7 separate regions of the Mus musculus genome follow, and regions 1, 2, 3, 4, 6 and 7 are each linked to region 5. The links are chromatin contacts, called in public HiChIP or PLAC-seq and promoter capture Hi-C maps. All regions are on one chromosome and are shown on one strand. The core of a region is the stretch at or near the end of the contact, and the rest is flanking DNA. Distances in the headings are between cores, read along the strand shown. Region 1 holds the start of Acap1 (ArfGAP with coiled-coil, ankyrin repeat and PH domains 1). Region 2 has its middle 11 kb from the start of Tnfsfm13. Region 3 holds the start of Kif1c (kinesin family member 1C). Region 4 holds the start of Plscr3 (phospholipid scramblase 3). Region 5 holds the start of Slc16a11 (solute carrier family 16 (monocarboxylic acid transporters), member 11). Region 6 holds the start of Chrnb1 (cholinergic receptor, nicotinic, beta polypeptide 1 (muscle)). Region 7 holds the start of Spag7 (sperm associated antigen 7).

Evidence for each region. Promoter capture Hi-C pulls out the DNA fragments that hold promoters and counts their contacts. HiChIP or PLAC-seq counts read pairs in DNA pulled down with a chosen protein or histone mark. Capture Hi-C pulls out chosen DNA fragments and counts their contacts.
Region 1: a promoter capture Hi-C map of hematopoietic stem and progenitor cells shows a contact between it and region 5. The contact joins the promoter of Acap1 here to the promoter of Slc16a11 in region 5. A contact is called at or near these places in 16 of 39 promoter capture datasets (the 3T3-L1 cell line, 3T3-L1-derived adipocytes, the C10 cell line and 10 more), 16 of 484 Hi-C or Micro-C datasets (B cells, CD4 T cells, CD8 T cells and 8 more), 4 of 115 datasets of contacts at active chromatin or transcription factors (embryonic forebrain, extraembryonic endoderm stem cells, heart atrium and 1 more) and 2 of 9 other capture datasets (macrophages and pancreatic islet).
Region 2: a FOXA1 HiChIP or PLAC-seq map of pancreatic cancer cells shows a contact between it and region 5. The contact joins the enhancer-like site here to the promoter of Slc16a11 in region 5. A contact is called at or near these places in 17 of 39 promoter capture datasets (the 3T3-L1 cell line, the C10 cell line, the HPC-7 cell line and 13 more), 2 of 484 Hi-C or Micro-C datasets (B cells and CD4 T cells), 4 of 115 datasets of contacts at active chromatin or transcription factors (embryonic forebrain, embryonic midbrain, embryonic stem cells and 1 more) and 1 of 9 other capture datasets (macrophages).
Region 3: a FOXA1 HiChIP or PLAC-seq map of pancreatic cancer cells shows a contact between it and region 5. The contact joins the promoter of Kif1c here to the promoter of Slc16a11 in region 5. A contact is called at or near these places in 4 of 39 promoter capture datasets (the SN4741 cell line, hippocampal neurons, pre-B cells and 1 more), 2 of 115 datasets of contacts at active chromatin or transcription factors (embryonic stem cells and pancreatic cancer cells) and 1 of 9 other capture datasets (macrophages).
Region 4: a promoter capture Hi-C map of liver shows a contact between it and region 5. The contact joins the promoter of Plscr3 here to the promoter of Slc16a11 in region 5. A contact is called at or near these places in 15 of 39 promoter capture datasets (the 3T3-L1 cell line, 3T3-L1-derived adipocytes, the HPC-7 cell line and 9 more), 3 of 484 Hi-C or Micro-C datasets (embryonic stem cells and ventral hippocampal neurons), 6 of 115 datasets of contacts at active chromatin or transcription factors (embryonic forebrain, embryonic stem cells, large pre-B cells and 1 more) and 1 of 9 other capture datasets (liver).
Region 6: a FOXA1 HiChIP or PLAC-seq map of pancreatic cancer cells shows a contact between it and region 5. The contact joins the promoter of Chrnb1 here to the promoter of Slc16a11 in region 5. A contact is called at or near these places in 14 of 39 promoter capture datasets (the 3T3-L1 cell line, 3T3-L1-derived adipocytes, cranial neural crest and 10 more), 2 of 484 Hi-C or Micro-C datasets (both in embryonic stem cells), 2 of 115 datasets of contacts at active chromatin or transcription factors (bone marrow-derived macrophages and pancreatic cancer cells) and 3 of 9 other capture datasets (adipose tissue, liver and pancreatic islet).
Region 7: a FOXA1 HiChIP or PLAC-seq map of pancreatic cancer cells shows a contact between it and region 5. The contact joins the promoter of Spag7 here to the promoter of Slc16a11 in region 5. A contact is called at or near these places in 15 of 39 promoter capture datasets (the 3T3-L1 cell line, the SN4741 cell line, cranial neural crest and 8 more), 2 of 484 Hi-C or Micro-C datasets (both in cortical neurons), 9 of 115 datasets of contacts at active chromatin or transcription factors (SST interneurons, embryonic hindbrain, embryonic midbrain and 6 more) and 1 of 9 other capture datasets (adipose tissue).

Annotation. Positions count from the first base shown.
Region 1 is chr11:69,893,794-69,896,862 of GRCm38.p6, forward strand. It overlaps Acap1 (ArfGAP with coiled-coil, ankyrin repeat and PH domains 1), which reads right to left and starts at 1,746. Exons shown (of 22, transcript NM_153788.3): 1 at 1,493-1,746; 2 at 807-864. The coding sequence starts at 1,545.
Region 2 is chr11:69,705,766-69,708,471 of GRCm38.p6, forward strand. No RefSeq gene overlaps it. Among named protein-coding and RNA genes, the nearest start is that of Tnfsfm13, 11 kb to the left of the region's middle. Within about 2 kb of position 1,291, at least 81 of the 459 cell types and tissues checked have an H3K27ac peak or open chromatin away from gene starts, as enhancers often do. A contact at or near this core is called in embryonic stem cells, pancreatic cancer cells and stem cell-derived epiblast-like cells, where this site is marked.
Region 3 is chr11:70,698,928-70,701,810 of GRCm38.p6, forward strand. Kif1c (kinesin family member 1C) reads left to right here and starts at 1,621. Exons shown (of 23, transcript NM_153103.2): 1 at 1,621-1,782. It overlaps Inca1 (inhibitor of CDK, cyclin A1 interacting protein 1), which reads right to left and starts at 1,228. Exons shown (of 7, transcript NM_001252484.1): 1 at 1,131-1,228.
Region 4 is chr11:69,845,128-69,847,919 of GRCm38.p6, forward strand. Plscr3 (phospholipid scramblase 3) reads left to right here and starts at 1,490. Exons shown (of 8, transcript NM_023564.4): 1 at 1,490-1,564; 2 at 1,781-1,948; 3 at 2,208-2,446; 4 at 2,530-2,572; 5 at 2,676-2,792. The coding sequence starts at 1,942.
Region 5 is chr11:70,212,481-70,215,180 of GRCm38.p6, forward strand. Slc16a11 (solute carrier family 16 (monocarboxylic acid transporters), member 11) reads left to right here and starts at 1,430. Exons shown (of 5, transcript NM_153081.3): 1 at 1,430-1,784; 2 at 2,022-2,232; 3 at 2,475-2,618. The coding sequence starts at 2,031.
Region 6 is chr11:69,794,362-69,797,365 of GRCm38.p6, forward strand. It overlaps Chrnb1 (cholinergic receptor, nicotinic, beta polypeptide 1 (muscle)), which reads right to left and starts at 1,576. Exons shown (of 11, transcript NM_009601.4): 1 at 1,461-1,576; 2 at 1,234-1,373; 3 at 608-652. The coding sequence starts at 1,518. Fgf11 (fibroblast growth factor 11) reads right to left here. Exons shown (of 5, transcript NM_001362623.1): 5 at 1,707-3,004.
Region 7 is chr11:70,668,050-70,671,170 of GRCm38.p6, forward strand. Spag7 (sperm associated antigen 7) reads right to left here and starts at 1,367. Exons shown (of 7, transcript NM_172561.3): 1 at 1,148-1,367. The coding sequence starts at 1,232. Camta2 (calmodulin binding transcription activator 2) reads right to left here. Exons shown (of 23, transcript NM_001190376.1): 19 at 2,959-3,030; 20 at 2,842-2,862; 21 at 2,500-2,687; 22 at 2,297-2,371; 23 at 1,414-2,213. The coding sequence ends at 2,150.

The DNA of each region.
Region 1 (3,069 bases), core at 496-2,995, 320 kb before region 5:
AAGTGTTTGCTCTGGGGATGTAGCTGGTGGGGGAACCCGGCCTGTCTAACATGCACAAAGATGAATTCCATCTCCAGGGGGGAAATAGAGGTCAGAGGATTGGGAATTCAAGACCAGGCTCAACTACAGGTAAATTCAAAGCTAGCCTGAACTACATGTGACCCTGTCTCAAAAAGTATATATTAATATGTTAATAATTTACATACACACACACACACACACACACACACACACACACACATATATGTATGTATTTCAGGCAGGGTTTCTCTTCTGTCCTAGAACTTACTATGTAAACAGACCAAGCTATCTTAGAACTCACAAGAGATTCATCTGCCTCTGCCTCCCAAGTGCTGGGATCTGGGTACGCAGCCCCATTCCCAGCTTTTTTTTTAGCCCTAGCTGGCCTAGAACTCACAGAGATCTGCCTGTTTCAGCTTCACCAGTGTTAGGATTAAAGGCATGAGCCAGTACATCCAGATTTTGGGGTGGGGGGGTCAAGACAGGGTTTCTCTGTGTAGCCCTGGCTATCCTGGAACTCACTTTGTAGACCAGGCTGGCCTCCAACTCAAAAATCTGCCTGCCTCTGCCTCCCAAGTGCTGGGATTAAAGGCGTGCGCCACCACGCCCAGCAACATCCAGATTTTAAATATAATTGTGTGTGTGTGTGTGTGCCAGGCACAGTTAACTTTCAATGACTCTAACGCATTCCCAGTCTCCCGCCATCTCCCTGACCTTTTATTTTAATTTTATTCTAATCTTTTATTTTAATCTGACTCTGCATCTTTTCTCCATGACGTGGTCACCTTTTCCAGGCGGGTCTCCAATTCTGACACTTCAGTTTCCACCAGTTCAATCGAGGCTCTGGGAAAGAATGGACAGCACTTAGGTCCACTGGGCCTCTGCTTAGCATCAGGGGCAGGGTTGGCGTCATGGGGTGATGGGTATGCACAGACCAAGCAGAGTCCAGACAGTTTCTGCTCTTGTGCTGCTGTGCACATTCTAAGCTTCAATAACCCAGACCAGAGCAGGAAGAGTAGGAGGGTGGATGTGGCCAGGGCAGGAAGTTGCTAACCGCCCCGGGGCAGGTGCTGGGGGAGGGGATGCCGTGAGAAGGAAGGAGGAATGCCAATTATAAAGACCAGAAGGGGCAGAAAGGCAGAGTAAAGTGAGCTTCGGAGAGCATGGAGGTTCTGTTATTAAAGGGTTTTTTTTTTTTTTTTTTTTTTTTTTTTTTACTCTGTAGCCCAGGTTAGCCTGGAACACTTAACAACCTTCCTGCCTCAGCCTCCCAAGTGCTGGGGTTCCATGCCTGATTTGAGAGCCTGGCTTGAGTGGTAGAGGCACTAGGTCCCACCAGTTCCCTCTGGTCCCTGTGGCCTAGGCTCTAAGGTTGGTCCTGCCTGGGGAATGCTGGGGGTGGGTGGGTGGGTGTTGGGACCTATTGGGCCTTCCTTCCCCTCCTTAGTCTCATGGACCTGCACACACTTACCGGAAGCGGGGTGAGTCCTTGAGACATTCTTCAAAATCTAGCTTGACCGTCATCTCAGATGACTTGCTTTGGGGGCCTGGGGGGCCCTGGAGGTCAGGTAGGTGGGGATGTAGGCAGATGCACTCCCCACCCCCCAAGAGGGGTATTAATGGAGAAGAATCCTCTGGTAGGAAGAGCCTGGGTCTGGAATTCTTTCCCCAAAGGGAACGGGGTAACCCAGGAGGAGCTCTAACCCCACCACTTCTAGGCAGCTCTGGGAGGGGTAGGGGTGGGGCCTGGGCGGAGGGGGGTGCTGAGATCACAGAAACCACAGTCCCTCCCCCAGAGACTGCCTGCTGTCACCTTCCATCTGGGACACTGGTCTTTCTCTGCTGCTTTCTCCATTGGTGAATAAATTTTTTGAGGGGGAAATGATGGTCTAGAGTCAAATCTGTCTCTGTCACTTAAGACTTTGTGTGATTAGTTGGGCATAGTGCTACATGCCTTTAATTACAGCAGAGACAGGCAGATCTCTGTGAGATCAAGGCCAGTGTGATCTACAGAGCAAGTCACAGGCCTGCCAGGGCTACACAGCGAGACCCTGTCTACACAAAAACCAGTGTGACACTGAACAAGTTCTCTGACCCTTCAGTTCCCTCATCTGGGAGACAAAAAAGCGAGGGGCAGCGCACGCCTTTCATCCAAGCACTCAGTGGGTGGATCTCTGAGTCTGAGGCCAGCTGGTCCAGAGTGAGCTCCAGGACAGCCAGGTCTACACAGAGAAATCCTGTGTCTTTGTCAGGGTTTCAATTCTTGCACAAAAGCAAATTGGGGAGGAAAGGGTTTGTTCAGCTTACACTTCCACACTGCTATTCATCACCAAAGGAAGTCAGGACTAAAACTCAAGCAGGTCAGGAAGCAGGAGCTGATGCAGAGGCCATGGAGGGATGTTACTTACTGGCTTGCTTCCCCTGGCTTGCTCAGCTTGGTTTCCTTCTTTCTTTCTTTTTAAAATTTATTTATTATATATAAGTACACTGTAGCTGCCTTCAGACACAACAGAAGAAGGTGTCAGATGCCATTACAGATGGCTGTGAGCCACCATGTGGTTGCTGGGAATTGAACTCAGGACCTCTGGAAGAACAGACAGTGCTCTTAACCACTGAGCCATCTCCCCAACCCCTCAGCTTGGTTTCTTATGGAACCCAGGACTACCAGCCCAGGATGACACTACCCACAATGGGCCATTACCCCCTTGATCACTAATTGAGAAAATACCTTACATGGATTCTCCAGATCTCATGGAGGCATTTCCTCAAGGGAGGCTCCTTTCTGTGTGATAACTCCAGCTTGTGTCAAGTTGACACACAAAACCAGCCAGTACACCCTGCCTCAAAGATGGTGTTAATAAATGTACAGTATGCTGATTCTATCAGACATGGACATTCTGCTGCAAGGTTGGGCCTTTTCAAGACCCTAGGTTTTGGGACCAGCAAAGTGGCCCACTGTGTAAAAGTGTTTTTCACACATCCAGTCTGACAACCCAAGTTTGACCCCAGAAACCCTAGCAGAACTTATTATGGAAAGTTCCTCTAACC
Region 2 (2,706 bases), core at 41-2,540, 510 kb before region 5:
GAAAAGAAAAGAAAAGAAAAAAAAAAGATTTATTTATTTATTATATGTGAGTACACTGTAGCTGTCTTCAGACATTCCAGAAGAGGGCATCAGCTCTTATTACAAATGGTTGTGAGCCACCATGTGGTTGCTGGGAATTGAACTCAGGACCTCTTAACTGCTGAGCTATCTCTCCAGCTCCAAGACTGTTTATCTTAAGGTCCATATCTCTCCTGGCCCAGCTTGTACATGGCACACAGTAAGACTTTTTTTTTTTTTTTTTGGTTTTTCGAGACAGAGTTTCTCTGTATAGCCCTGGCTGTCCTGGAACTCACTCTGTAGATGGCCTCGAACTCAGAAATCCGCCTGCCTCTGCCTCCTTAGTGCTGGGATTAAAGGCGTGCGCCACCACACCTGGCTTTTTTTTTTTTTTTTTTGAGGTTTTTTCCATTTCCAGAAACCAAACCCCACCACAGCCGGGCATGGTGGTGCACACCTTTAATCCCAGCACTAGGGAGGCAGAAGCAGGCGGATTTCTGAGTTCGAGGTCAGCCTGGTCTACAGAGTGAGTTCCAGGACAGCCAGGGCTATACAGAGAAACCCTGTCTCGAAAGAAACAAAAAACAAAAAAACAAAAAACAGAACAACGACAACAACAAAAAACCTGGTTCATGATAGGCAAGTGCTCTACTGCTGACATGTGCTGACTCTCTCTCTCTCTCTCTCTCTTTGTCCCTTTTCTTGCTTGTTTACTAAGAAGCACAGCATGGTACAAAGTATTTGCAGGGGGAAGCATGTTCAGGGTGGAGGCAGAGTGGCCAAGGTCAGCAGAAAGCAAAGTTTGATAATGTTGGCAAAGAGGACACCGGATTCAGCTGCCTCAGGACTGAAGACCACAGTCCAGGGGGGAAAGTTGGGTTTCCAGAAACAGAACCCCCTACCCATCTAAGACATGGGCCCCAGAATCAGTGTGAGCCTTACCAAGTCCACACCTGGACAAGGACACCGAACTAAAGTTCCCTCTGAGGAAGTCTTAGGTTGGTATAGCTCCCCACAGTCAGCCCTCTGTCTTCCTCCCTCTTCACCATTCAGTCTGTAGCTGCCCTCAGGTTAAGGCTGAGCCGGTCGGTCGTCCTTCCTAGCCAGCCTCAGCACCTGACTATGTTGGCAACCTGCTGTGTTGGCTCCGAGGCTAATGTGATTGGTCTGGCTTGGCTCCTGGCCCTTGGCACCTTCTTTGGGCTTGGCCCTGAGCTGCAACTTGACTCACTTCTGTTTTAGCTCTGATGTGTCACACCATCTGTCCTCCCTCCAAGCAAGAGAGCAGGCAGTAGGAGCCAACTGCCCTGCAAACTCAGGAACAGTTACCTGAAAGTGCTCCTTGGCAGTGTTAGGACTTTAATCCCAGCAGAGGGAGGCAGATGTCTGTGAGTTTGAGGTCAGTTCACAGAGTGAGTTCCTGGATAGCCAGGGCTACACAAAGAAACCCTGTCCCTAGATAAATAAATAAATAAATAAATAACTGCAACAAACCCCATGAACATCCTGAGTGGTGGACCAGCCAGCTGTTAACCCTTTGTGTAGCAGTGGGCTAGGCAATGAGGCGAGGCGCCTGCTTTGTTGATTAGCTTTCCTACAGTAAATCAGTCTTAAGGAAGCAAAGTTTGTTTCTATTTTAGAATTCAGAGGTTTTAATCCCTAGTATCTGGGCTCCTTCAGGCCATGGAAAGCAGAGCATCATGGGAGGAGGTAACTCCCGCCTGTTTTTAAATGGGAATCAGGATCCCCACAATCCCTTCAGGATTTTTCTCCCACAGGCCTTCTCTCCCACAGGCCTTCTCTCCCACAGGCCTCACCACCCACCTCCTAGTAGCACCGCACGCTGGGACAGATGTTTGGAAGGCATTTAAGATACAGACTATAGCACCTGGATTCTGCCCTCCACTGGCTTTTGGCGCTGGGAAGACTTCCTGTATGGGTCATTGTAGAGACCCTTTAATACACCCTCATGCTGTGGTGACCCCAACCATAACATCATCATCATCATCACTATTATTATTATTTTGGTTTTTCCAGACAGGGTTTCTCTGTATAGCCCTGGCTGTCTTGGAACTCACTCTGTAGACCAGGCTGGCCTCGAACTCAGAAATCTGCCTGCCTCTGCCTCCTGAGTGCTGGGACTAAAGGCGTGTGTCACCACTGCCCCTGGCTTGTTTTTGTTGTTGTTGTTTTAAGGTGAAGAATTATTTGTGTGTGGCCTTCCCAGCCTTGAGCAGACTGAACAGACCTCGAGTGCTGGCCACAATGGACCTTATCTACCTTAGTGGTGTCACCTGCCTTGGCTGTACGTGCCTTAGGTGGAGTCACCTGCCTGGGTTGCCTGTGTAATTCCCCACAGGAATTTAGAAGAATAGACTGCCCACAGACCTTGCTTTGCAACATAATCCAGCTGAAATGGAGGATGGGGTGTGTGGGCTTGCCCTATACAAAGGCAGTGCTGAATACTAAACTTGTAGCCTTGATCAGTACCTTGTTTTGGTTTCATTCTTCTCCCCCTAACCCCCCCCCTTTTTCATTTCCAGCCCCCCTTTCAGGTAAACCCAGCTTGGCCATGGCCACTGGATGCCTACATTTGTGGTACAAAAATACCAAATAAAACTCAGTGGAAACATGAGATCATTGGTTTTTGATGCAGACTGGCCTCAGACTGGTTATGTAGCTGAAGAT
Region 3 (2,883 bases), core at 371-2,870, 490 kb after region 5:
AAATTAAATAAATGAACAAATACTAGGTAAAAGCCAGGAGTGATATACAGACTTGTAATCCCAAAGGCTCAGGAGACTTAATCTTTGAGTTTTGACTCCAGACTGGTTTAAAACAAGATTTCTGTCCAAAATGAAACAACAAAAAAAAAAGCTGGGGAAGCAATATGACTGCAGTTAAGTGGCAGAGAGCTTGCCGACATGCCCAAGGCCCTGGGACCCTAAACAATAAACTGCCTGGTAAGTTAGGAGTGCATGTTGGCTGGCATAAAGGACAAAATCAGAAAATGTTACAAGCAAAGGTTATCCAAAGAGTGAGCCAGGCATAGTTTTGCAATCCTGTGACCCCAGCATTCAGGCAGCTAACACAGGGTTGAGTGTTTAAGGCTAGCCTGGGGGTAGGGGTTACAAAGAGAGACCCAGTCCATCACAAAACAAAATCAAGGGCAGCTAAACTGAGCTGAGAAATGTTGAGGAAGATTAAAAGCAAAAGGAGTATCTTGAAGTGGCAGATGGTCGAGAGTTGGGCTGTTTAGTGTGAGATCTAAAAAATGGATATCCTGAATTCGTAGGGGGTCTAGAACTAAAGGAGCAATGAGGAATTTGGATGGCTGTGCCTGAGTGGGTGACCTAGATCTAAGGGGTTTAAGGCAGCCAGACGGAATGGATAGTTGACCAGGGGATAGTCAAGACCTTGGCAGCAAGATACAACTAAGAGGGTGGATGGGCATCTGAAAGGTGTCGCCCTGGCTGAGGAGCCTGGTGTTGGGGTAGCCTTACTGGGGGGGGGGGTGGGGGGTGGGGGGGTGGAGAACTAGGTCTAAAGGGGCCAAGGCGACCTCTGGCAGGAAGACTGGGGTCTATAGCCAAATCTTTGGTAATAGGCAGGAAGGCAAAACTGGGGTGGTGAGCTTAGGGACATGGGCAAACCAGGCTGGACAGGCAGGGGTCTCCTTCACCGGCCCTGAGAAGGCAACAGCGGCCTAAGAGGCCACCTGAGCCTGAGGGGCTGACTGGGGCTGACTGGGGCTGACGGGCTGAGGCGGCGGTCCGGGAGTCAAACCAGAAGGCTATCTGAGAAGAGAGCGTCCGTGCGGCTATGTCGGCGACGTCTCTGCATTTGGCCCCATCACCTGAGGCAACTGCGAAGCGAGTTCTGGAACCTCAGGTCGGGCAGGAAGGAGCAGCTCCGTAGTGAGCCCGGTCGCCCCACTTGCCTGGCTCGCCTGAAGGCCGGGCCTGAGGGGGACCGCCTCCTGGGCGTGGTCTGCCATTAAGCCCCGCCCCCTAGGCGCGCCTCTGACGGCGACGACGTGCGCGGCTCCGGCCTAAGTCCCCTCCTGCGTCCGACCTCGCCTTTCCCGACTCCTCAGGAGCGCTAGTTTTCCCACGTTCTGGTGATTTGCTTTCCCTTAGTGTCCGCAACTCAGTTTCCCTGTCTCTGCCCGGCGAGCCCTACTGTCAGAGTGCACTGCCCCTTTAACTAGAGTGACCCGGGTGGCTCCTTCCCGGGACAGCGCGTGCCCGCTCGCCCGTCCGCGCGCGCGCCCGTCCGTCCGTCCCCCGCCCCTCGCTCCCGCCCCAGCTCGCGCTGCCCGGGCGGGCGCCGGCCGCTGGCGCCGCTTCTGCTGCCGCCCCCGGGGCGCGATCCGCCGCCCGCCGCCCGGGGACCCGGCGAGGGGCGGGGGCAGCCCCGAACTGGCCCCCGGTCTCTCCCTCGCCGGTCTTAGGCATCCCAGAAAGTTTGTCCCTTTGCTCTCCGCCGGGGAGTCCTGCCGCGACGAGGTGAGAGCCGGTGGGGGGCAGGGAGGGGACGCCCGCGGAGGAATGCGCTGTGGGGCGGGGAGCCGGAGTTCCGAGGTCCCGATTGCACGACCCGGCCAAGCGGGCTAGGCGCGAGAGCTCGGATCATGTGCTATTTATCCCGCGGAGGCGCAGAGAGGTGCCAGGCCCCGGGCAGCCGTCGGTTGGCTGGACTGGAGGACCAGGAACTCATGGCCGCCCAGAGAGGACAGGCGGGGGCTTGTTGGAGACCTGCCAGTGGGCAAGGTGCAGGTGACCCGAGACCCCCTTTGGAGTCGGTCTGCCCCACCTAGCCTCCTCCCCAGTGCGCCTTTAAAGCAGGACCTGCAGACCCTGCACCTACTCCCTATATCTTTACCCCGCTGTACCCTATTCTTGCCACCCAATTCCTTGTTTTCTTAGCTTCGGACGAGTCATATTGCCTGTCCACCCTGGTGCCCTTCCCTCCCCTAGTTAGGGTTTTGGGGGTCAGGACTAGTCTTCCTGAGCCAGTCTCTGTGATTTCGGCTACTCCCTTCCTGTGGTGGGATAAACCAGCCCCTTCACTCCTCCCCTGCTCTGCCTAGGAAGGCTGGGGAGGTGAGGCCCAAATAGCATGACAGAAATTGGCGGTCTTTGGGGGCTACAGGTGGGAGTGCAGCATCGTTGATCTCTTTCTTTTTTTCTTTTTCTTTTTGAAGTCTTCACCCTGCTATCCGTGGGCGTGGGCTGCTTAGACTCTCCTCCTAGGGTGTGGGCACCCGGATCACCCACATTCCTAGGCTGCAGCCTGGCACTTTCCCCAGGCTAGTGGACGCCATAGCACTAGCCCCAGGTTGGGTTAGGACCAACCTGTTTCCTTTTCCCTTGGCTTTCCTTTCATGAAGCCCCCCTCCTTGGGTGTAGCCCCCCCCCTGAAGATACAGGTATTCTGGGTCTCCCTGCGAGGAGTCCTGGGGGGGGTGTTGATATTATGCATACAGGATGACCCCACCCTCCCCTGCCCATTGTCCTGGATCCTGAGGAGGAAGTACTGGGGGCTGGGCAAGGGGTTTGGGGATCACCAGCAGGCCCTGTGAGTCCTTGTTACAGGCTGTTCCACTA
Region 4 (2,792 bases), core at 240-2,739, 370 kb before region 5:
GTATGGGGGACTTTTGGGATAGCATTGGAAATGTAAACGAGAAAAATACCTAATAAAAAAGAAAGAAAGAAAAAAAAAGAATGCAGACCTCAGCAGTGGAAACATGGCCCTTGTTGGTAAGACCACCCATTGCTCTGTGCTCAACCTTACACTGAAGTGGGCTTATTTGGCATTTGGGGACAGTTAAAGCTTCCTTCCGCTCATTTGCTGGGTTTTCAGCACTAGTAAGAAGTACCCCCAAAGGAACGGGATCTTAGAGGTGAAAGGTCAACAGAGAGACCAAGATATATGAAGCCAGGGATTGCACGGGCAGGCAGTAAATGACATAGCACAGCAAGGCAAGGGGGAGGAGGGGTCTGTGCTGTGCAGAAGGGTCTCAGAGGCCTAGCATGACTCAACTTGCAATTTTCTCCTTACATCCTATCTCTGAGGCATAATGAAGTCATGTTCCCTCATATACACATCAACACTGCCTCACTGCCCTGGTCTCTGGTGCAATCCACCACAGTAGGACCAGATTTCTGTAAGAACCTCTCCCTTACCTTGGCCTGCCCACAGCCTCCTGGGTTGTTCTGACACAGTAGTTCTCAGTTTAGGCTGTACAATAAAAACTAGAATTCTAAGAATCCCTAGTCTGCACCCCAAGCACTAATATACAATTGATAGGAAGTTAAGACCCAGGCACAAGTGATGGGCTAGTTTCGGCTTTGTTTCTTTAATATCTCCCCTAGTGACCCAGGTCACTCCCAAGCTGACCTGGAACTCGCGATCCTCCACACCTGCCCAGATACTATGCTATCTTCTTTTGAGGAAAGGAGTCTTTTGAGAGAGTCTCCCTATTGTAGCCCTGACTTGGTCTGGAACTATGTAAAACAGACTGGCCTCATACTTGTGACTCTCCTCTTGCCTCTCCTTTCCCAAACGCTGGGATTGCATGTTTTGCCTCCATACTGGGGAATGGAGGGCCTGTTCTGTTCAAGTGTCTTTCCCTGAGCCTTACCTCATGCACATTCATTACTGTTACCTTTTGAAAGTCTGTCACGCGTGTAATGGGCGTGCCTGAACTGAGAGGTGACTGAGTGGGTCAACGCTGTGACAGGGGGAGAACACAGCGAGGTCGCCCTGAGAAGAACACCGAGCCAAGTCTGGGAGGCAAGGAATGAGTGTGAATGGTGTTCCGCTGCGTCAGCGAGGCCCGCCCCGCCCTTGGGAGGAGGATCCCGGGGACCGGAGCAGCCACGCGGTGGGGAGGCAGAGCAGCAACCCGCGGAAAAGGCGAGGGTCTTGCTGCTGGGGATAGGGCCGCAATCACCCTCCAACAGGCCAGGTCTCCAAGCCTCTGCAGTCGGAGCGGAAGGGGCGGAACCACGGTGAACAAAGCGCACAAGGTCCAAGGTCCGCGGCCCCGGGGGAGGAGAAGCGCCTGCTTTCTGCGCAGTCGCCCCGCCCGGACTGGGGGGCGGGACTTAGGCGACCCGGGGGTGGGGTCAGATCTGGGCCCGCCTCCACCAGCGCCTGTGAGCCCCGGAGTGCGTGGCCCCCCGACTTATTCTGGGGGCTTCAGGTGAGCCGGACCATAGAGGGGTTAAGGAGACTTTCCTCGGGGTCAGGTCATCTGTCTGACCTCAGGACCATCTGCCCTGCCGTCTGCCAACAGCCATCTCCGTAGAAAAAATGGGAGAACAAAGGGAGGGGGCGGTCCTGGGGCCCCTAAGAAAATTCAGGGTCCTAGGTACCCCGCCCCGCCCGCTGACACTTTCGGTTTCTCCCCGAGTCTTAGGTGCCGCCCTAGAGACCCTGGGCCCGTACTGGGCGCAGCTACCTCTTCGCCTCTGCCTGTCCGTCTTTGTTTCTGTGTCTGTCTAGCTGTTCCCGAGCTTGTCCCACTCCAGAACTAAGTCTCCCCTACGCCAAAAGCCCAAGACTCCCCTCCTGATTCCCATGGCAGGTACGTTGACGCTAGGTTGGGGTCTCCATTATTCCCCCCTGCCCCCACGAAATTGGGTGCCGGGTGTCGAACACATTCTCCAGGAATGTGCTCAGACTGGCTGCGTGGGGCCCTCCCTTCCTCCTGGGGAGCCACCGCCCTGCCCCTCCGCCCCATCATTCTCTGCCTCTTCTTACGTTTTCCGCGGGTGCTCCTGGTCCTTGGGCTGTGAAAGAAGAGTCCACAGATAACTTTCTAATCTACTCCTGCTCCCCTACAGGCTACTTGCCCCCCAAAGGCTATGCCCCTTCACCCCCACCTCCCTACCCCGTGCCATCTGGGTATCCAGAGCCGGTGGCTCTGCATCCTGGACCGGGACAAGCTCCAGTGCCCACCCAGGTGCCTGCCCCTGCTCCCGGCTTCGCTCTCTTCCCCTCGCCAGGCCCAGTGGCTCCAGGGCCTCCTGCTCCTTTCGTGCCATTGCCAGGGGTGCCTCCTGGCCTCGAATTCCTAGTGCAGGTGAGTGAGAGAGAGGATGGCTGGGAGGAGAACTGAAGTTCGAGGTGACGGATAAGGTCAACGCTGCTCTTAACTCTTTACAGATTGATCAAATCTTGATTCATCAGAAGGCTGAACGAGTGGAAAGTGAGTAGGAGATGGATGGAGCAAGATGGGCTTCATGATCTTTATGGCAGTGGTTAGCTTCTGGGCAGGTGGCCCCCGAGCCTCAGCGTGTTGCCCTTCCCAGCGTTCCTAGGCTGGGAGACCTGTAATATGTATGAACTTCGCTCCGGAACCGGACAGCAACTGGGTCAGGCAGCTGAAGAGAGCAACTGTTGTGCCCGCCTGTGCTGTGGTGCCCGCC
Region 5 (2,700 bases), core at 180-2,679:
TGAGGAAGACGAGGAACATGCCCTTTCACAACCAATCACCCTAGGCTCCGGATTTTGCATTCTGCCAAAGTACACAGCATTATTTGGTACAACCCAGAAATAGTCTCCTCTCTGGCTGTATTTCTATTTCATCACGGAGAGAGCCATTCCTTTGGGCTGGCCGGGTTCCACTTACAGAGAGCAGACTTCTTACTGGCCTTCTCAAGAAACCAGCCAGCTGTTCCCTGCCTCCTTGGTGGCTGAGTACCTGCAGGCGCCACCACTCCGGTGGCTTTCACAGACAGCTCCTGGCTGGTGAATGCAGTGAGGCCACTTTCCTAAGGTGTCTGTGGCAGGGCCTCACACCTTCATGGTCTTCTGTTCTAGGACATTTCAGCAGAAAAACCATTTATGTGAAAACCCAGAACTGAGAAAAGGGTAGACTTACTGAGGAGGGAGGACGCTGATTCCCTGGGGTGGGAGTGTGGGATGGGAAGGTAGCCTGGCTCTCCTTTAATGGTTGTGAGGCCTTCCCCAAACACAGTGATGTGCTTCTGAAAGTCTGTCTACTCTCTTTAGTCTTCCAGTTTCACGACTTCTCAGCTACGTTTCTTCCCTTTCTAGGCTGATACTTTCTCATCAATTAGGAAACACCGCCATCCCGTGGCTACGGGTTGATATAAGCTCCAACCTGCAAATCGCTGAAATTTCAATGGCATTGTTTAATGATTAAACCAAATGAATCAAATGGCGGAAGTAAAGCAATAGTGACTGCTAAAGAAGGTTGCTCGTTAAAATCTTCAAGAAAAACACCTGGGTTTATTTCTCTGAATTCTTCCTTAAAAAAAAAAAAATCTTGCCCAAGCCTTTCAGCTATTCCCAGCCACCCTCACACTGTGGCTCTGCATGAATTCTGTCCTTTCCACTACAGTTCACATCAATCTGTCTCTCCAAGCTCTTTCCCTCAACTGTCCCCAATCTCTGTGTCACTCCTAGGTCTGTTCTCCCTGTATCCTCCCACGATAGTATAAACCTAAGTTCAATTTTTTTTTTTTTTTTAGCTGAACGCTTTGGGGTGGGTTAGGGGTCAGCTATTACATTTGTAAAATGGGGATAGTGCCATCTTCATAGGGATATTGTAAGGATGAAATGGCCAAGTATGTAAAGACTGCCTGGAACATCACAGGTCTTGGTACCGAGAACTCGCCTTCCTTTCTAGTGAGGGCATGCTGGTGTTGTCCATTGGAGGCCAGTGATTTGAGTGATTTGATGTTGGAGCTTTACAGGATCCTCAACAACAAATCCGAGAATCCAAGAACTCATTTAGGTTTTGGAGACCACTGCTATTTTCATGCGTGGGCAGTTGGCCGGGCGAAGAGTGCAACCGGGCTCTTCTTGCGTGCGCAGCAGGTGCGTGGGTGTGAGCCCCGCGGCGTGAGAGGCGCGGGGAGAGGCGGGGCGCGGCCACCAGGTACGCTCACTCCTCGCGGTTCCCCAACCAGGGCTGGGGCTCGTGTGTGGATAATTCAATCCTCGTGGGACTCGGCGTCAGGCCTTAGCCAGGCCTGGGTGGATTGGCTGTCTCTCTTTCCCCCGCCCTCGGTATTCACCCCCACCCCCACCCCGTGTCCCAGGTGGCTTGGGCCCCTGTGGTGATCTCTGTTTACTGGAGAGAGCGGTCCAAGTTGGGCTCCATCTCTGTGCTGGCTAGCTGCTCCGCAGAACCCTTTCTGCGGAAAGCGCGGAGAAAATCCGGCCGAACCCACCTTCGCCCTTTCCCTACCCCCAACGCCGGGAGAGGTCGGGTAAGAGAAAGAGGGTTTGGGAAGGATGAGCCCCTGGCCTGGGGGATCCTGCTGCCCCTCCATCCCAGGACCTCACGCGCACCTAGGACTTCTATCCCTAGGCCTGGTTCCCGCGCCCATGCTCCGGGCGACGTGCCCTCCCTGGGCGAGCAGCCCGAGGCTGGATCTCAGGGACGTCAGCTCCCTAGCGGAGGCCCAGGCGTGGAGACTTCATTCACAGGTGTTTCCCCACCCCAGCAGACGGCGATGACCCCCAAGCCGGCCGGACCCCCGGACGGGGGCTGGGGCTGGGTGGTGGCGGCCGCAGCATTCGCCGTGAACGGGCTCTCCTACGGGCTCTTACGCTCCCTGGGCCTTGCCCTCCCCGACCTCGCGGAGCACTTTGAACGAAGCGCCCAGGACACTGCGTGGGTCAGCGCCCTGGCCTTGGCCGTGCAGCAGGCAGCCAGTGAGGGGGGCCCCCCGAGGTGGGAGGCGGGCACCGGGTGGAGAGGCCGTGGATGTAGTGATGGGAGACAGCAGACTTGATTACCAGACAACCTGAGAGTTACTGGTGGAACCAAATTCTAGAAGAGTGGGTCTTGAGGTCAATGGGAGGAGTTACCAGGCCAGGCAAAACAGCCAATGAGAAATGTTTCGGATAGTTTGGGGGTCCCGGGGCATGTCTTCGTTGACTCCGCCCCCTTCTAGGCCCAGTGGGCAGCGCCCTGAGCACTCGCTGGGGGGCACGCCCCGTGGTGATGGTTGGGGGAGTCCTAACCTCGCTTGGCTTGGTCTTCTCGGCTTTCGCCCGAAGCCTCCTGCACCTCTACCTCGGCCTGGGCCTCCTCGCTGGTAAGAAGAGTGGGGTGGCTGTATGTTTAAGGGGTGATAATGGGGACAGGAACTTCTTATAGGATAGGGGACTGTACAAGGC
Region 6 (3,004 bases), core at 326-2,825, 420 kb before region 5:
GGGCTGAGAAAAGGAAAAAAGGTTCTGGCTATGCTGTCACTGTCTGGGATTCACGTCAACTGGTTTCCTCCGCCCAGTCCCGAGCCCTGGACTGAACTCTCTTTTTTCAGTCTCAAACCGAAGAAGGGGCCTAAAGAGATACCTCATTGGTTAAGGGCACTGGCTACTCTTCCAGAGGACCCAAAATAGATTCCGAGCACCTACGTGGAAGGCCCAAACATCTGTAACTCTAGTTCCAGGAGAACAGGGGCCCTCTTCTGGCTTCCACGGACACCAGTTATGCATGTGCTTCACAGACATATGCAAGCAAAACACCCATTCACATAAAATAAAAATAGAATAATTTAAGAAATAACTGAAGAGATTGAACTAGCCACCCTAAAGTGATGTTCAACCTGCATGCAGTTCAGGATCTTTCAAGGATGGGAATTCAAATTAGTGATCCCCAAACTTGTATCTTAAATTTGTTGATCGAAAATTCTGTTTCAGTTATTATATGTGTACGTTGTGAGTTACTATTAAAAAAAAATCTTACTGGGATGAGGACTCCAGGAGATTAATATAAAGGAAACAGGGTGCCTTTCCCTAACCCACGAGGTCTCCATACCAGGTCTAAGTACACCTTTGTGCTCATTTCTTCATCCTTCTCGTTCTAGAATGGAAAAGTTAAAAGGCAGAAGTGAAATGAAGTGGGTGGAAACGAGGGTTCGGTGAGTTACTTTCTCCATGGAATCTCTAGTCCCTTTCTCTAAATTGCACCTTCTTGGGTGCAAACTCCATCTCATATCAATCTCGAAACACCAGCCTTGGTGCCTGCTTTCCTTTCTTTTACGTCGAGGTTAAGTCACGGGCCACGCCCGGCGTCTAATGGATACAACTCTGAATCTCCGCTCAGAGTTGTTTATTGACTGCTTAGGTACCAAGCTCTGCTGGACTTTGCTAGAATATTACACAGCCCCGCCTCGAGGTCCTCCCGGTAGCAGGTCCTTCTGCCCCAGCTCCGCCTCAAAACCCGCCCACAGGCGAGTTAGCAGAACAGTATTCTGTACCTATCATAGAGGCCTCGCCCATGAACTAGTTCATTGGTCTGATTTTTACCCAATCACCGCCAAAGGCTTGTCTGCCTCTTAGCATAACCCGCCCGCCCCCAGGCTGTCGATCTTCTGGGCAGCGTCTAAAGCCACGCCCCCAGTCGGTCCTGCCCAGCGACTCCACCCGCAGTGCCGCTCTCACCAGGCTGATGAGTTGCGCCAGGGTGAGGCCGATGCTGACCCCGACGCGGTCTCCCACCTCCCGCGCCGGCCTCACCGAGCTATCATAGTTGGAGAAAAGTTTCTTAATCAGTTGGCCTTCGGCTTCCGACCCGCGGGCGCCTGACGAAGGAAAGCACTAAGTGACGCTCCCGGGGCTGGCCGTGACCATTGCTCATCACTGCCTCTTGGAGACCCAAACTGACTTACCTGGGGCGAGGGGCGTCCCGAGTACCCCTAGAAGCAGAAGCAGCGCCCCTAAGGCCATGGCCCTGCCTCTTTCGCTCAGTGAAGTTTGTCCGGATAGCGGCCTCAGGCCAGGGGAAGTGACGAGGCGCCCAGGAATGTGCACCTGTTGTCGGGGGACCAGACGCCAGCCCACCCGCCCCGCCCTCGGGACTTGGTCCCGCCCGGAGCAACTGCAGTCGCCCTCCACTCACAAATGTCAGATAACACTCCGGTTGTATAAATCATCTTTAATTACAGAAAGCATGAAGTGGAGACCCCGTCCCCTGAGAGCAGTGCCAGGAGATGGGCGGAGCCTGAGCGGGGTTTGTATGAGGGAGGGGGGCATCTCTTGCAACAAGCCAGAAGTAAAAGGGCCTGAGGAAAAGTGACCTGTCTTTGAGCACTAGCCCCTCCCTTAGGACCTCAATAGACGTTTCCACCTACATCTGCTAGACTCAGAATCTACCTCCTATTTTACTAGAGGTTCCCCATGGCTTTCTCCGTTTTTCAGGTCCTTTTTGGGTACTTAGAACCCACCTGAGGTTTAAAAGCTGTAAAGTAAAGTAAATTCTATTTAGTTAGAAGCTCTGGGGATACATATGAGGTCTGGGAGCCCAAGAGGCTCCTCGTTTCCTAAGCCTGACCTGTAGAGGGCTCGGAGAAGTTGAACTTATTGCTGAGTTGGGGGTCTCTCTGCTGTGAGGGGGAGTCAAGGCTGTGTCCCTATTTGTCCTTTTTAATTCTAGAGTTATTCTCATTGTAGACCTTAGCTTCCTGTTGTTTGAGACAGGGTCTCACATAGCCTAGGCTGGCCCTGACCTCACTAGGTAGCCCAGGCTAGCCTTTTATTTCCTGATTCTCCTCCTCTCCTTTACCTCACAGATGCAGCATACCATATCAGAACGAAAGTCCTCAGCTTTAAAAGGGATCTGGAAGGAATTCCTGCTGAGGTAGCTAAGTGTTCAGACACAGGTTCAATCATACCATGGCATTTTCTCCCTCTCAGCTTCCCTTCTAGGAGCCAGGTATATTCTTCCAGAATTCCTGTATCTTTCCCCAGACTCTTGTCTCCCTGGCAGAACCCTAGTTGGAATGCTGAAACTAGAAACCATGTAAAAGTAAGGTTAGTATTCTGGAGGGACTATTTTTAGAAAATTATTTAGGAAAAGCAAGAAGTGGTTCTTGATCCGTTCAGTACTGATTAGTTCTCTCTCTCTCTCTCTCTCTCTCTCTCTTTCTCTCTCTCTCTCTCTGTGTGTGTGTGTGTGTGTGTGTGTGTATGTGTGTGTGTGTATTGGCTTTTGAGACAGGGTTTTGCTATTGTAGCCCAGGATGGCCTCCAACTCAGGATCTGTCTGATTCAGCCTCCCGGGTGCTGAATTACAGGTGTGTGCCACCAAGCACAGCTCAGAGCCAATCAGTTTTTAATTAATCATAGCTGAGTTCTACCCATAGCTCATCCTTTAATTGCTAGAGAAAGTGGAAGGGTAGGTCTAGAACTTACTCTAGTACAATAATATGGCTAT
Region 7 (3,121 bases), core at 117-2,616, 460 kb after region 5:
CTCTGCTTTCCCATAGCTTTCGAACAGACTGCACTCCCTTTACTGAGTTACCTATTCTTTGTTGCTCGGCTCATTTCAGACAAGCCTGGGACTCCCAATTAATCTTTCCTACACATGTATATTAATTGGTTATTAAAATTCCGTATGATCATTAATAAACGTCCCAGACATGGTCTATAATCTCCTTGATGAGCATCTTTGGCTTCACAAGTTTTGTAAATAAGGGAGTACAGATATTTAACAGTCTTTGAACATTCTGAAAGCATCCTGTCTTGCCTCCTTTGAGCAGATGGGTAGTAGGTGCGGGTAGGAGACTTATCCACGACCAAGGCTCACGTGGTTGGGAGCTGGATGCACCTAAGGCTATCCTTTCTATAAAGTCCTTCACATGCGCTCCAAGCCAATACAGGGCAGGCCACTTCGGGCCGCACCCTACCCTGGCTGCCAAACCCCAGCGAGCTTTCTGGTTAGCTACTCAGCGCGGGGGCTGGGAAGGAGAGATGGCGAATCGGAGCCTGCGGGGCATTCTCATCTCTCCAATCAACATCACGATCTAGTTGGGCAGCACAGGAATTTAAGGCTATAGTTAGGAAAGGGCGGTGGAAGGTATGAGGGACTGGGTCAACTCAAGAAGGGGCATAAAGATAGGAGGATCCAGCCAACCAATGGGAGGAGCTGAGGCTGAGGTCGGTCAGAAAAGGTAACACTTTAAAGGTAGAGCTTTTGGCTGAGCTAGCCAATAGAGGGGAACAGACGGGTGGATGGGCGTGCCCTAAACTCAATCGTAATAGAACTGGAGATTCGCGGGACCGAGGCGATGGATACGACATCCTCCAATCGGAAGAAAGGCATCCTACTAATCAGAGCTCACCAACAGCAGACAGGCAGGCCCGTTGACCAATCGCAAACAAGGACTGTAAAAGGCGAGGATAGGAAGAAGAGACTGGAGGTAGAAGGCAGGCTGAGGTAGCCAATCATTGTTTGCAAAAGACAGCGGGCGGGCCGACAGGCCTTTTAGGGACTCTGAGGGTCTCAGAAGTGGCCTGTGGGGGGTCTGTTAGGGTAGGAGGTGGCATTATTCAAAGAGGGAAGAGTGTGGTCCCAAGAATCGGGCGAAGATACGCGGTTGTGAATCTGGGATCCTCACCTCGGGCCTTGCGCCGACTCTCCTGGTCACCGAGGCTGGGTGGTTTCTCCATGGAGCTCAGGATGGAGCCCAGTAGGTCCGCCATCTTGGGAATGAGTGAGAGGGGGCGGTGCGTCTTAAAGGGAAGGACGAAATGCCTTTAAGGCCGGAAACACGTCGGAAGCGAAAAACCGCGCTGCTCCGCCCCGCTTAAGGCAGCGAGATGAGGCCGGCGACTTGCGTGGCGACCTTCCTACCCCGCCCCCAGCAGAGAGAGGCCGGAGGCTAGCTGGTGCAGAGACGTTTAATGGCAATTCGTATAAACCAAGCCCATGCACAAGTAGAAAGTGCTCGTGGAGCCAGCCGGGGGCTCCCGCCGCGCCAGGGAATCAGACGCCCGGCCGCGCAGCGCCTTAAATAGATTCTTCACTATACTCTGTATGTTACAGTTATGTACACACCCCTCCCCACGGGAGCGGGACTCCGCCTCGCGATCCTATGTACACCCCCTCCTCTTTGGCCCCTACGTGGGCGACCAGAGAGTCAGGGTGATGGGGAAGACAGGGCCAGGAAAGGAGGAAACAGACGCAAACATGCGGAGTCAAGGTGGGGGCAGTCACCCCTGAAACACGAGGGCGCGCGCAGCGAAGGCAGCGGTGGGGACCGAGGCGGATACATTCATCAGAGACTCTCGAACAAATAAATAAGGCAAGTCAGGAAGGTCCGAGTCAGGTGCAGGCAGGAACGGGGATATGGAGAAGGTGCAGGCAGGGCTCCGGAGGTCACAGCTGAAGATGCAGATATGTGGGGCGTGGGTCTTCTGGAGCCGGAGACCAAAAGAGGAGGCACAACCAGAAGGGAGGAAACGTGTAAGGCCTGGGGGCGGGGGTTCTACGAAGGGCTCCCAAAAAGGTGAAGGGGTGAAGAGCTGCCGACAGGGGGCTCCCCTAGTCCCGAAAGCCCTCTCCTTGTTTAGACAGCCAGAAGGGGCTCCCAGGGTTTTGAAGAAAGGCGTTGGAGAGGTCAGGTGGCCAGTCCTGGCTGGGGCAGCCCCTCCAGCTCCTGGTTCTGCTTCAGTTCCCTCATTCTGCGGAGAGACAGAGCCAAGTCAGAGGAGACTGATGGATCAGAAAAGGTGTCAGGGCAGAGAGGTAAGGATGGGGTTAGAACCTGTGTCGGCAGCGCCGCAGGAACCTCATTATTTTCCGGGCTGCCTGGTCTTGCTTCTTGGTGAGAAAGGTGCCCCTGGTGGGAAAGAAGAGTCCCCACTTTAAGACCATTGTAGGGAAAGGCTGGAGGGCCGATAGAGGTAGTGGGCATTAACAAAGAGGTAAACTGAGGGCTGTATAGGGGCAGGAAGGGGTGGTCCCTACTTGTTTCGAGCAGGAAGGGGGCCTGAGGGCCGGTGAGGAGGCCCCGGCCTGCGGCGGTAGGAGCGGTAGTGCTGCTGGATAAGCACCGCTGCTCGGCGGCTCTGCTGAAACCGCTTCTGTTCATAGTAGCTTCGGAACTTGCTCTGAATCAGGATGGCCGCCTGAGTCATTTTCTTATAGAGTGCAAACTGCAGGGAAGGAGAGGGGGGACAGGAGCTGAAATGGAGAGACAGAAATCCAAACCTCTGAAGGTCACCCTTCAATTAGGCTGATGTAGAGCCCGTTCTCTGACCCACCCACGGCTGAATCAGACTACTCACACCCAGATCTCATGCCTAATACCTTAAGTGCAATCCAGGTCAGCTTGTGGAAAGAGAGGGGACGTTAGGGCTCTCATAGCACAGAGATAGATAGGTTAGGTGGACGCGTGTTGGTATACTTTTGAGAAAATGCTCTAACCTGCTTGTACTTCCGATAACAACGTTGGATCACCGCTGCGGCTACCTCCTGCTGCTCCTTCAGCCTCCGACCCTAAAGGAAGAGAATGAGGCCCCGTCTGAGCCTCTCAAGGCCCACCTAGTAGACTCTGGACCACCTCTTCCTCCCAGAGTCTCCTCCTTAA